Linked DNA regions of Zea mays: region 2 is linked to region 1. Evidence: chromatin contacts called from public Hi-C data. All regions are on one chromosome and are shown on one strand. Each heading gives the region's core, a stretch centred on a gene start, on an enhancer-like site or on the middle of the called end of the contact. The rest is flanking DNA. Distances are from core to core; before and after follow the strand shown.

Region 1 (7,388 bases), core at 3,320-5,819:
GAAGTCGGTGGCCCCAAGGAGGCCTCCTACATCCACCTACTCTGCTGACCATAATGGGGTTAGGGTGCGCCACGTGCCCTATGATCCGTGGCGCCCCTAAAAAGCTCTGGGCACACCACATATCTGGCCACCCATGTCACAGCTAGGCAAAGAGTTCGAGTCAGAGAGTTGTTGTGCTTGTACGACAGGATAGGCATGATCGTGTCCACAATATGCGCCATACCGATTGGTAGGCTCAAACATCCTAGTCGTGTTACCAGTGCGCCACTGTGGATGTACGCATGGACAACGTCCGCCACGACAGGTGACTACCTTGACTGTCCACGGCACTCGAGTGATTTTGACCACCCACGACATGCAGTCGACGATGCTACGGGACCAGGGATGGACGTTTACACCTTCTATAGTAAAGTAGGTGAGGTCAGGCTGCTAGGCCGACCCCACATAACTTCTAACCTCCTCTCCCTTGGACAAAAGGGAGAGGGGACCCCTTCAAGGGGGGATGAACACACATAGAAGGACTCCACCTACACACACACTTATCCATTCCCGCTTCCAAGCAATACAATCAAGCAACTCAGAGGACATAGTGTATTACACTCCAGCAGCCCGAATGTCTTTAAATCAGGTGTCTCTCGTGCATCATACACACTCCCACGTTGCATCCTCTCTCGTTAACCTAGAGTTCTCTAAGTCTCCATAGAAGTCCTCAGGCTATTCGATTTAAAGCCATATGTTCAGAATGCTGCTGCTGCAATCCATATATATAAAACACTGTAGAAGCAGTATAAGTCGGTACAGAATATAGCCAAGCGAACATGCTACCTCATATCGTGGTGATAACTCAAACCCTTACAGATTCTAAAAGGAGTGCTTCATGTACCCCCAACTGACAAACCCGTCGTCACCAGTTGATATGAGAGCAAAGGGGATACTTGGAACCACTAGATTAGCAAGGCAGTACAATGTCTATGAATCTAAGGACAAAAGCACCTCTAGGATGGGGGAATGGGGTGAGTCATGGAATCATGACAAGCTTTGTTGTGTGCTTGCACAAGGGCTAAAGATCTAATCTTTGATTAAAGACCTTGTCAATATTTAGACACCCACTGTATAGTTGGTCCCTCCCTACATTATGTGTATAGATTGTGATGATTATCACTAGAAGATATTGATGACATTGACATTATTGCACCAATTGTTCAAAACTGCATAACACTCCACCTTAATTCCATCAATTCTCCATAAACATAGAGGAATACAAACACATGCCGTAGCCTGCAGACGGCAAGCTGACCACTGCCTGCAGACGTGCCACTGCCGCAACTTGCCGCACTGGACGCCGCACTAGGAAGCCACATGCTGTCGTCTGCAGTCACATTGCCGCCACGGATCGACGGTCAAACTCCACCTTTGCCGTGAATAGACACGGAGCTGGAGGATAGCAGATCGGGTCTGCTCCAGATCTGCCCTGACATGAGCGAGCTCCTCATGCAAGGTGCAGAGAGCGTCGCAACAGAAGTCATGGGAAAGTATCCCTGACTCTCTGATACTAGATTGTTATGGACGGCGTGGTGCTACAATACCCATGGTGCTACAATACCATGACACTGTTCGTTGGATGGGGTTGCGAGGGTTAGACGACGACTAGGGTTACGAACGCGGGGGAGGCCGGTCGCAGGGCTATGCCCATGACCGACAAGAGATAAGGTTTTTCCTTCTAATCTCTTGCTTGCCCCTAGATGATACATCTCCACTCATTATATAGAGAGATCTTACTTGGCCCCTAAGAAAGCGACTAATTAACCCTAACGGAGTAAGGCGCAATAGGCCCTTGACTCCTCTAACAAGTGTGGAAATGGAAGTTTTAACATTTCAAACCAAATCATCTAAGTAGGGTAGCATATAACCATGAATCAATAATACAACTAAGGAAAATATAAGCACCATGGGAGTACACACACATTTACAATGTTCTATTTGTTTAGTAAAGTAGGCATAAATGGCTATAGAAAATCATACAATGTCAGGTTCACGAGCTAAGCGTGCAGTACAAATTTAATTAAACAAAAGAAAATGTAAAGCAAACAATAAAACTAAGAACTTTCCTTAACGACACCTTTATGCTTAGTTTATTTTTTATTCCACCTAACATTAATTGCTAAATTGACTCCGTACTAACATACATGATGGTTCAGTTAGTTCTTAATTTCAAGCTCCGAACCCAGGTAAGCCTAGAAATTCGATAAAAGGTATTCAATAAATCAACACCAGCAAGGTGTATGCTATAGCTAGATAAACTTTAGCAAATGAACTGGTAACAACGTCACCACCATTTATTAAACTACTGTATTGTATATATGCCCGGAGAAATCAACAAATATATACCATAGTGTATCCAGTTGGTCAACTAACCAATTACCTATTGTAGTGCATTAGTTTATCTACAAAGAGTACAAAGGGACAGCAGAGCAGATCATCATACCGTGCATACGGTGAAAGCTGCATATATATTCCAAAACTGCATCATCACCGAGAGACTGTTCCCATGTTTGGCATTGGACGCGTCACACATTTGCAGACCAGTTATATATATACAGTTATACACACACGCGCGCGCATGCATGCATTATCATTTTTTCCTTGAACCGTAACAAGTGATGAGCATGATCCAAGCAATGATGAAGTCCATTGCACAGCAAATAGAGAATAATAATGCAGAAGATCACGATCTAGTAAATGTCTGCCTCACATCCACTACTTGCTATGATATATAAAAGGTCCCGTGTGTATGGGTCCAACCCCAGCAGAAATGTGCCGGCCGGCCGGACAGCAAGCAGTACGCAGCACACATGCATGCAGGAGCTAGCCTCCCGTGCATATTGTGTGAGAAAGATAATGCAGACACACCATTTGTAAGATGGTGTACTATAGTACCAGAGGCATGCAGAGTGGTAGCTGGGCTGTGCATGTCGCAAGCAAAGCACTAGTTTATTAGCGCTAACGTAGTATGTAAACACCACGGAAACTAACAAATCACTGCCTATGCATCTATCAACAAAATCTCTTGGCTTGAAGATATCATCATAATCAATGTGCTGATCACGCGTGACACCCGTGTCGATCGCTCGGAAACGACAAATTCAGCATGAAATAACGCTGGTCACGCATGAAACAGTCATGCAGTTAGCAAGGCAGTAATCATGGTCATCTGGAAATTAAAGAGAGCGCACAAGCACGTAACAAACTTTTAACACTTAGCAGAACGAGAGGCGCCACTGCTTTGACCAGCAAATCATCTTCCAAAGGAAGACAAGACTCATGAGTTGTGTGCACGAAACTAACTATAGACAGCGTTAATGCCCCCCGCAGATTTCGATTCGCCAATCAGCTCGGTGCACAAGAAAATAAATAATCCGCACATAAAATATCCCACCGCGTCCTCATATAAAGCAACAACTAATCTGGTCCCTCCTAAAGCATTCACTCTCAAATACCAACCAAATCAGGCACTTTCAATACTGGAAGGAGTAATAGCGAGATATGGGCCATATCGTAAATGGATGCGATTGGGATAGCTAAGCTAGGAATTAATGTAAACATCTAGCGATTCCGATGCTAACGAAGGCACTCAAATCTAAACCGCAGCGACGCGCAAGCCACAGATCGATCGCCAGGAAATATTTGGCAGGAGAATAAAAACATTGGAACAAGACGGAGAAGTATCATGATGCGGGGACGGGGTGGGTCGGGTTGGGTCGGGCTGGGCTGGACCACGCACCTTTCTGGGGAAATTCCCCTCGGCCGCACGCCGTTCGCCTGCCGCCGACGTCTCCGGCTCCTCCGCTACCGACGCCAACGCAGCTTGCTCCAGACGCCTCTTTCTTCGCAGCTCCTTGCTCCGGCGGACGATGGAGCGAAGAACCTCCTCCTCGTCGTCCACGACAGCGTCGGGTCCGCTGCCGGCGCCCACGGCAGGCGCCTCAGCGAACAGGTCGGTGATGGAGCGTTTCTTCGGCGCCCGGCCGTTCCCCGACGCCTCCTCTTCCTCTTCTTCCTCCTCCCCCTCCGCCCCCGCCCCCGCCACCGCTTCCTTCTCCTTCTCCTTCTCCGCCTCCGCCTCCGCCGCCTTGATGGACGCGAGCTCGTCCTCCCACCACCGGAAGGCGCGCACCTCCATGGGCTGCAGTTCCCGGGCCGCCAAACTAAACGGGCCGAGCTCGGCCGTGCCCCGCATGCTCGCCGCGTATCCCCTTCACAAGCGTCAGAGAAAGCAGATCAGGAAAATACTAGTAAAAAAAGGCGCCCGGGACCGAGAAGATGCGCGGTTGCCGGCGGCTCCAGGCGAGCGTACCTGATGGAGAAGCCGTACGCCATCGCCGCCGCCGCGCTATGACGCGAATCTGCGGGGAGTGAGGACTCGAGGCTGGGTTTTTGGCCTCTCGGGCGAGGAGAGAGAGGAAACGGAAGGGGGGAGAGAGGTGAGAGAGCGGAGGGGGGCAGCAGCGATGTTTGTGTATATAAAGGAGGCACTAGTTTCCAAGCCGAATAAATAAAGAAATTTGGGGAGGAGAAAATTTTCGATCCCCTCGCGGCGAATTTGTTTACAGTTTCCCGCTCCCTTCCCCAATATTTTTTCTGCCCTTGGCGCTGCTCTTGTATTTTTTTCACTACTTTTTATTTAATGCCTTGGCTGGGCTGGTCTTGGTGTCGTGCCGGAGGGCCCACCGCTGGCGGACAGCGACGTGTGATGGACAGCGGCCAATTGGGTGTTTTTTTTTATCCTGCGAGTGGCGGGTGACGTGGCGCGATCGGCAGCGTTGGCTGGACGGTGGCATCATGTGGCGGCGACGCGCAAGCGGTGCTGGAAGCACGCTGGGCCCGTTCAGAAATGGTGCGCGCACACGGGCAAAGGCCTCCCCACCGGCCAGCTGCGGCATTTGCCTTTTTGTTTTTTTCCTTTTCCTTTTTAGGCCACCTGAAACTTATATAATTATATTCTTCACTCGAGTTGATTTTTCTTTTCTAAATGCTTATTAGTTTTTTAAAACTATATACTCATGACTTTATAAAAAGAATATAATTTTTATATTTAGTAATGCCAAATCAATTGAAGTTTGATAAATTTATAAGAAATGGCTAATATTTATGATATTAAAAATATTATTCAATTAGATAAAAGCTGTTTTCATAATAAACATATTTATTATTGCAAACATTACTTTTTATAACTTTAAAATGTTTAGCTTTTTCTAAACATACACTACCAGAATCCGACTCTTTTTGCCGAGTGATCGGCGCTTTATCGAGTGCTTTCTATCGGGCACTCGACAAATAAGTCTTTGTCGAGTGCCGCACTCTGTAAAGTTCTACTCTCGGTAACGACTGTATTTACCGAGAGCAGGACTCTCGGCACAGGAAGACACTCGACAAAGACATCTTTGTCAAGTGCCAAACACTCGGCGAAAGTCGGCGCTCGGCAAAAAGCCGTCAGCAGCCATCTATAGCTGACGGTCGTTACCTTCACCGAGCGCCGAGCTTTTGCACTCGGCAAAGAAGCTACTTTGCCGAGTGTCCCACGTTTGACTCTCGGCAAAGAATGCTTTGTCGAGTTCCATTATTTGATACTCGGCAAAGTATTTTTTCCTTTTCTCAACCAAACTTTTTGTGGTATGTTCCTACACTATGTAGACCTACATGTTTCGTTTTTTTGCACAATTATAAAAGTGTTTTCTATAACTATTAGATTTAGTTGGTTTAATTGAATTTCTTCACAAAATTCGGATTTGAACTGCAAGTCACTTGAAACATGGAAAACAGTGCATGCAAAAAATGATATTCATGTTAGTTAGCACAAGTTACGACCAATTTTAAGAACAAATTAAAATCTTCGAGCACCATGCTCACTAAACATGATCGTGAACTTGACATCCAGTTGTTTAAAAAATGTATAAAACACAAACAAAATCAGAAAATCATGAAACTTATCCATATGTCATGATATGATATGTAGAGGCTGTGATAAAATTTTGAGAATGTTTCGAGAAAGTTGTGACATACTATGTGTAGAAACCTAGTCGGTCTACATTGAAACGAATGCTGGGGGTCACGTCCGCAATCCCAATGGCATCCTCGGCCTGCTGTGTAGAGAACACTTTCCTAGACTGGTTGAGTACGCCGGAGTGACGGGACCAGCCTACACCTTCGACCACTACGCCGTCGCCCCCGATGAAGTAGACGGGGGCGGCAGGGAATTTAATAACAAGGCTGAGCGGGTGAAGTAATAGTTGTGGGTAAGTCTTACTATAATGTAAAATATGTCGCATTCATTGCACATTCTTGAAATAATGTATGGATACATCGTTTTTATGCTGGATTTCTTCAGATGCGATGCTAGGTACGAGGCTAGGGCGGATGTGGTGGCCACCACGAGCTGTAAGAAGCTCGTCGTGGACATGCACTACGAGGCACGAATCCAGGCCATCGTCAGCTACCACGGCTCCATCCTTGGGGAGAAGGTGACCAAGCAGTAAGCACGAACCATGTCGTTGACCAAGGACCAATACTTGCAGGTAAATACAACACTTTAATATCCGTGACAAATTTTTTCCTTAATTTTATCTTTCTGATATGCGGTGTACATGTTTACTTTGTAGATGATTCCTTATTGGTGCGCCGCACATCCTCAGTGCTGGGAGCAGATGGTGGATTGGTGGTGCTCACCTGAGTGGGACGAGGCACACAACGCTAGTCGGGAACGACGTCTGATAATGCAAGGTCCCTCCCACCACCAAGGCAGCCACAACCTAGGCCAATATGCAGAAGCAAGGGTACACCCTCTTTTTTATTTAGGTATATAACACTGGATTATATATTATTTCTAACTATCTTGTTAGTTTTCTTGCAGTCGGCATCACATGGTGGCCAGCCTTGCTCCATCTTCTCGGCCTATGCTATGGTCCACAAGGGCAAGGTGACGTCTGACGTCACCTACAACTCGGATGACGGGCCCGAGGCGTATAGCAACCCCGTCGTCTACAACCGCCTTCATGACTACACCGCCATGGCACAGGAGGTCCATGGGCCAGATTACGATCTGAGTACCGAGGAGATCGACCCCAATGTCCTCATGAGGGTTGGAGGAAGTAAGAGACATGGGCGGTACTGGATTACCGACGGGGCAATCGACTCGTCGTCCATTCCCACTCTGTCTCAGGTGCGAGCAAGGAGCACGAGCTCGAGCCCAGCCATACGACCTCGGCAGGACAGCTCACATCATCGCATACAACAACTCGAGGTTAGTGCTTCTGTAACTTATTATTCCTTGAGTTATATATCTTCTCTTTGAGTTACTATAACATTGGCTTGAAATATTACAGACCCAGCTA
Region 2 (7,388 bases), core at 1,608-4,107, 140 kb after region 1:
CCTCCATGTTCTCTATGTTGTTTCCTTTCTGTTCATGGATGACCAATTCAGTTGCACTGTGTTGTTATTGCATAATACAGTTCCCCCGGCGTACTACGCACACCTGGCGGCCTTCCGTGTGCGCCACTACATGGACGATGACCTCTCCGACCAGGGGTCGTCTTCAGTGGCGAGCTCTCGCATGAAAGATGGCGCTGTTCCGGTAAAGCAGCTGCCAAAAGTGATGGAGAGCGACAAGCAGTTCATGTTCTACTGCTGAAGTGGCCTTTGCAGGAAGGACCGTCATCGACAGTTCTGTTGCCATGAAATGAACTGAACCGCAGGTCGAGTAGTTCTGGGTTGGTGTAATTATGGTGAAGTAGCCCTGAAGGGCGGGCCGCATGACCTCCAAATCATATTTTGGGCCTGGCGAGTCTTCTATCCAAAACTCGTCAGAAAACGCCTTTTATTTTTGGTGGACTTCGTAGAAGTCCATGGCAAGTGCCTGTGATTTTGGGGTTTTTTTAGGTTGCAACCTCGTGGTCATTGCTTTTGAAATTTTGCTGCTTTCACTTGATGCATTATATATGAAGTGAGCCTCTCAATCTCAGTTGGTTGGCTGTTTGTTGTATTTATATGAACAATGGGCGGGGCACGGCTTCATTGCCAGCATAGTATATGCGTGTCAGTATATCGAGCATTCATAATTTAGGTGAGTGTCCATACGTTGCAACGGGGACATATAATATCACATTTGAATTTATTGAGTGTTAATCCATTGCAGAATTCAAGCAGCTAAGAAGTGTTACGCCCATTGACATCTTTCTACGACAAGAGACTCGGGCAAGAGAACTCGGACGTGCTGAGGGGGAGAGGAAGGAGAGGAGGAAGAAGTGGGTGTCGTCATCTGTGTCATCCGCAAGGTCGTCTTTTTGTTTTGCTTGCTTTTATAAAATTTGATTTCACATCCACTTCCTAGATAACAAACGAGCATGTTTAAGACATTTGTTAGAGTTGCTCTAAAACTCATATTTTGTGAAATATTTTGTACGCCGTTGCAACGCACGGGCATATACCTAGTTATATATTATATATTATTATTATTATTATTATTATTATTATTATTATTATTATTATTATTATTATTATTATTATTATTATTATTATTATTATTATTATTATTATAAAAGATGACTAGCTAGATGAGATCATATGATGAGACATAGCGTACGTTTGGCCACGCTACGCTTGCTAAAAAGGATCTCTAGGGCGGGCCGACCGTTATCTAGATAAACCAATGGGCCCCGGATGTGTGGTCACACTATATTGTTCCTCGAGTATCACATGCGCATTCGCTTTGCATCGACGCTTCCTGTAGCTAGCTCTAGTCTGGTACGAGAGTACGAAGCGGCATTAATTATGTGCATGTGCGGTGCGGAGACCACTATGCTTCTCCCTGGAAACGAAGAAACAAGGGGGCATGTAGATTGAGTGTATTGAGCGGTGTCTTCAAACGTACTCCTATTTAAGATGATAAATGTAAAAAAAAAACTTAAGACATGTATCTTAATAAAGACACCGTGTCTTTGATCTATGGTCGAGCAGAGGACTAGCTGATTGATCAATTTAATTTATTAAATGCTCTAATTTTTGCAATAATGAATATATAAGACATATGTTTTAAACACACCCACTGTATTATATTATATTTTAGGGCATGTAAACCCTAACACTGTTGACGGTACTCCAAGTATAAGACACAGCTAAAACACAGTATAATACATTGGGTGTGTTTAAAACATGTGTCTTATATATACATTACACCAATCAGACCATTCCATAAATTAAATTGATTAATCAACTAGTCTCTTGTCTCGAGCATAGAGCTAAGACATAGTGTCTTCGTCAAGAGACGTGTCTTAAGTTTTTTTACACACCCACTTAAATACACTCAAAGACATAGCTCAAAACACTAATTATACATACCTTTAGCTGTGTCTTATACTTAGGGTGTGTTTGGTTTGGCTTTTGGCTTTGGCTTTTGCCTCCTAAAAGCCAAAAGCCAACCAAAGGGCTGGATCCAGGAAGCAGCTTTTTCTAAAAGCCGACTTTCTCGTAGTGCAAAACTGAAAGCACCCCTGGACCTGCTTTTAGTGGCTTTTGGATGGAACTGTGAAAACATATATCGAAGAACTTTTAACGACTTTTAGTGATTTCCACCAAACGATTTTTAGCTTTTTAACAGCACACAGCCTATAGCAGCTTTTTACACAGCTCACAGCCCACAGCAACTTTTTCCACAGCCACAGCCCAACCAAACAGACCCTTAGAGTACCGTACACCAGTGTCAGGGTTGTACATGCCTTAAAATCACAAGCGGAAATTTTGATAGATACACATCGATCGGTATTCATCATCTTCGACAAATGAAATAAATATATCGTACATATCGAATGATATTAATTCGATGTCGTAAATTTTAATAGTTTTTTTCAGCAATTCAATTAAGTTATAAAAAGTTTAACTTAAATAATCCTAGCAACCTATTTGTTTAACTTCAAAAGTTTCAAAAGCTATTTCTTGTCCATCCGGCTTCGGGCTGCGGTAAAAGATCTGCCGACGTGGATGTCCGTGCCGCCGGCACGCCGCGTGCCGACCAGCGAGCAGCTGGCAGGGCCGGGCCCCAGGCCCCAGCTCAGCTACGACAGCAGAGTGAAACCAGTACTACCTGGCCCTCCGGACGGGCGAATGGGAGCGCGCGACGTCGCCTCCACCGACCGGTCATCTCCGATCTACCGCTGTCGCCGTTCGTTCGTACGGACCCCTCCCTTCCCGCCCCCGCGATAATATCTCCCGCCTCCGCCCTCCGCCACGCCTCAACTCCCAACCGTCCCCGCGTGCGTGACGCTGACGGCCGCATCCGCCGGATCCATCGTCCACCTGACAAAACCCCGCCCCCGCTAGGCGGCTGAGCTTCCCTTCCACTCTCTCTTCCCCTGCAGCCTGCAGCTAAGCTAATCCACCCCCACCCCCGAGCTGAATCGCCCCTCTTCCCCTTTCTATCCTCATCCTCCCCCCGCTGCCGCGAGCTCAACCTGTGCATGGTCGTCGCAGCAACAGCTCCATGAAGGTGCTCTGCTCCGCGTGCGAGGCGGCCGAGGCGCGCCTGCTCTGCTGCGCCGACGAGGCTGCCCTCTGCGCGCGCTGCGACCGCGACGTGCACGCCGCCAACCGCCTCGCCGGCAAGCACCACCGCCTGCCGCTCCTCCCGCCCGACGACGTCTCCGCGCCCAACTGCGACATATGCCAGGTACGTGTAGCGCCTCTGTGGTACACACACACACAAAAGAAGATATTTTGCTGCCCTGCCCTGCGCACCGCCGGCTGACGACTCCCCTCCTGCCGGCTCTCCAGGAGGCCCACGCCTACTTCTTCTGCGTGGAGGACCGCGCGCTGCTCTGCCGGGCCTGCGACATGGCCGTGCACACGGCCAACGCCTTCGTCTCCGCGCACCGCAGGTTCCTCCTCACCGGCGTCCAGGTCGGCCTGCAGCCCGCCGCCGCGGCCCAGGACGCAGACCCGCACCCGCCCGCCGCCGCGGAACCCCTCCAGACGCCCCCGCCGCCCGACAGGAAGGCGGCGGCGGCCGGCGACGGCAGCAGCCCGGCGCTGCTCTACAGCGACGACGACATCGACTGGGCGGCCGGCGCGGACGCCGGCGGCGGCGTCAGCGTCGCCGTCACCCTGCCGGACTGGTCGCTCGTCCACGAGCAGTTCGGCGCCCCGCCGGTGGTGCCCCGACACGCGGACCCGGCGCTAGCCAGAACGCCCTCTTCCAAGCGCAGTCCCCGGCGGTCGGTCGCCGCGGCGTTCACCGTCCAGGGCGGCGGCGGCCTTGCAGGGGGCTTGCCGGACTGGCCGCTCGACGAGTTCTTTGGCTTCTCCGAGTACAGCGCCGGCCTCGCCTTCGCTGAGAATGACACGTCCAAGGTCAGCACTCAGTTCTCGATTCTCAGAAATGGCCACTGAATGGAATAATGATGCTGGCAAATTCGTTTCGAATCTATCTGCATGTATACTTTGCCTGAACGTAATTTCGGCAGCAGACTCCGTCATCACTGAGCGTAGTTTTTTAGTTCATGATGCAAGCTCGCTTGAATTTAGGCAACTGCATGCGTCATACATGTTTCTGAATTTTGATTACAGAGCAAGCGAACTCTGTTCACAGCCAAGTTCGAACATCTGACGATGCATACACCTATATATTGTTGCCTGACAGCGCTCCGTCTTCCATTGGCAGGCCGACAGCGGGAAGCTCGGGAGCACCGACGGCTCGCCGGCCGGCCGGCCGTCGTCCGACGCGTCCCAGGACTTCTTCGGGCAGGTGCCGGAGTTCCACCAGTGGTCCGTGCCGGAGCTCCCTTCCCCGCCCACGGCCTCGGGGCTCCACTGGCAGGGCGGCCCGCGCCACGGCGCGGCCACCACCACCGACGTGGCCGCCGTGTTCGTGCCGGACATCTCGTCCCCGGAGAACCCCTTCTGGTGCTACGCCACCGCCGCTGGCCAGGCGCCGACGAAGCGCCGCAGGAGATGTTGAAGTAGGGAAGATCGAGATTGTCTTGTTCAGTACTGGAGTGGCGTAGGCTTGCAAGAAACAAACACAGTTGCTGTACTGTACTCCCATGGTGACGTACTATCTATATACTCCATATCGCAGCAGCGTAGCTCGTAGGGAAGTGCGGAGCTAGAGTGGTTAATTAGGGCTACTCTACTACTACCATTGTATTTTTTTTGTTGCTGTTGACGATGATTAATTAGGACGCCTAATATGTAGTACGGGGTAGGTTGGTTGTGTGTTAGCTTGGCGCGTGCTATCAGAGAATTGATGAGAAAAAGGTAAGATGGAAATAAAGAAAACGATTGTTGTGCAAAAGGACTTAATGCCCCGTTTGGATCCTTGAAATTGAATTTCATTCCAATAATAATAATTTAGACACATATCAATTAAGTTAATTCAGTTTTATACAAAATATATTTATATACTATTATTAACAAGTTGTGCTATATTTTTACTAAACATGAGCGAGTCGAAGAGCGTTCTATAAGTTATAGAGTAGAAACAAATTCTACTGATATATAAAATCATTTCTTATCCTTCACCACGTGAATTTAAGATAGCCTTAATTATATCTGAACTTTAGAAAGTAGTGAAATATTAAATGTTAAGCTAAATATGTTATTTTATTAAGTAAATTTTAATTCCTCCAAAATGAATAGATCCAAATGTCCCGTAAGTGCAAACATATAATGTAGGGCTAATTAGAAACATGCCACTTAGCTTTTGCAAAATTAGATAGCTAGTTTATTTTGATGTGACATCCAAATAAACTAGCTATCTAAATTTGCAAAAGTTGAGTGACATATATACAACTAATCCTATAATTTAGCACCCCAGCTACTCCCAGACCGGCGGCACTTACTCATGTGAGCCTTCTCAAAATCATAAACTATACCTACAGACCAACACGAGTATTTTGTGTGCACTTTGTCCTCACTCGTGCGCACCCGGAAAACCTCTCGTCCGATTACCCATCTTAAGATTGCTCTAAGTCAAACATGAGTAACATAGAGGTTCTTTTGATATAGTCTTTCAAAAAAGAAGATCCACCTTGTTAATGTGAATATTCTATCAACCTATGGAACCAAGATATCACGATCCCTGGACCAGGATACCACATAAGTTGGCATTCTAGGCTTTTAAATCATGATCCAATTGTAGTTTATAATTAATATTTAAACACGTAGCTTTATCAAAACCACCTTAATAAATTCCGGTTGTGTGTACAATTGAATCAGGCCCGGCTCTGGGCATAGGGCCACCTTGACGGGTGTCCTAGCCCCCCCCCAAATTCTAGGGGGCCCACATCACGCAGTTAATTGTATAGCTAACAAGATAGCTAATGTTGAGTTAAATAATTTAATCTCTGAGTTGAGAGTTTTGAAGGTAAGCTTTCTAGAACCACACATGTCTTTCTATGGAGATATTCGAGTATGTCAATAAGATGGATTCATATCATAATGTTTATACAGCTTATCAAATCTTGTTTACTATACCTAACATGGTGGCACCAACGGGCAACAGAAAGGAGTTTTTCGATGTTGAAATAATTAAAGAACTATTTGAGGTCTACAATCTCTCCAGAAAGATTAAATGGTTTGGCCATCTTATGTTTTGAGAAAAAAATTAGATAAGATTGATATCAACACAATCATTGATGGTTTTGCCTAAGAAGTGTTAGAAAAAACTTTTGAGGTATTGTAAAATTTATTTGATATAATATTTTGATATCACATTTATTGTTATTGATATAATATAATATTATATACATGTATACTGAAAAATATTATACTTATATAGGGTGTCGAATTTTTATATTTGCCTTACACTACCGGAATTCAGATTTTTGCCGAGTGCCAAATGTTTTGCCAAGTCTTTTTTCGGGCCCTCGACAAAGAAGCTCTTTGCCGAGTGCCAAACAAAAAACCCTCGGTAAAAGAAAACACTCGGCAAAGAAGCTCTTTGTCGAGTATTTTATTTTTTACACTCGGCAAACAGTTTCTTTGTCGAGTGTCAAATATATAACACTCGACAAAGAGCTTCTTTGCTGAGTGCTTTTTTCAACACTAGGTAAAAGACAATTTAAAAATCACATTTTAAAGCAGTAAATTAATTCAAATGAAAAAAGTTTTCATATACAAATTTGTATAACTCATAATGATATACAATTTATATTTTGAACATTTCTTTATATGACAAAATAAAAGTAAATTTGTTCATAAAACATATCTCTCTCTCATAGTTTATAAAACTACGAGAGAGATGTATAAGATTTGTGCATATTGTTTAGAACCATCATGTAAGATGAACAAATGACTAAACAACCAAAATAATTTTTGTAGATCTGGAGAAGTTATAGAATTTTGTAGTTGACAACTTTTTCATTTGAAGTCATCTTGTCAACTAAAAGTACGTCTGAATTTAAAAATAAAATTTGAATTTTGAAAACGACCTCGAAAGAAAAAACCACCAACATGAAAGTTGTAGGTATTGAAGAGTTATGAAACTTTGTAGTTGACAATGTTTTGTTTAAAATCATCTTGTCATGTAAAACTATGTTTGAATTTTAAAATTTGAAATTTTCAAACTATCTCGGATGGAAAAATCACCAAAATAAAATTTGTAGGTATTGAAATGTAATGAAACTTTGTAATTGACAATTTTTTGATTTGAAACCATCTTATCATTGAAAAATTAGTGTGAAGTTTTCAAATTTGAAATTCAAATTTTGTAAACAGCCTCGGATGTATAAACTATCAAAATAGTTTTTGTAGATATTGGAAAGTTGTGC

The links. Hi-C and Micro-C count contacts between places; a contact is called where the count stands out from the background.
Region 2: a Hi-C map of leaf shows a contact between it and region 1, with 2.6 times the contacts expected there. The contact joins the promoter of LOC100274169 here to the promoter of LOC100193649 in region 1. A contact is called at or near these places in 8 of 25 Hi-C or Micro-C datasets (bundle sheath, ear and leaf).

What each region holds. Positions count from the first base shown.
Region 1 is chr3:4,966,693-4,974,080 of Zm-B73-REFERENCE-NAM-5.0, forward strand. It overlaps LOC100193649, which reads right to left and starts at 4,570. Exons shown (of 4, transcript NM_001358856.2): 1 at 4,355-4,570; 2 at 3,782-4,253. The coding sequence starts at 4,377.
Region 2 is chr3:5,109,919-5,117,306 of Zm-B73-REFERENCE-NAM-5.0, forward strand. It overlaps LOC100274169 (b-box zinc finger family protein), which reads left to right and starts at 2,858. Exons shown (of 3, transcript NM_001279637.2): 1 at 2,858-3,289; 2 at 3,394-3,969; 3 at 4,280-4,907. The coding sequence starts at 3,104. The coding sequence ends at 4,576.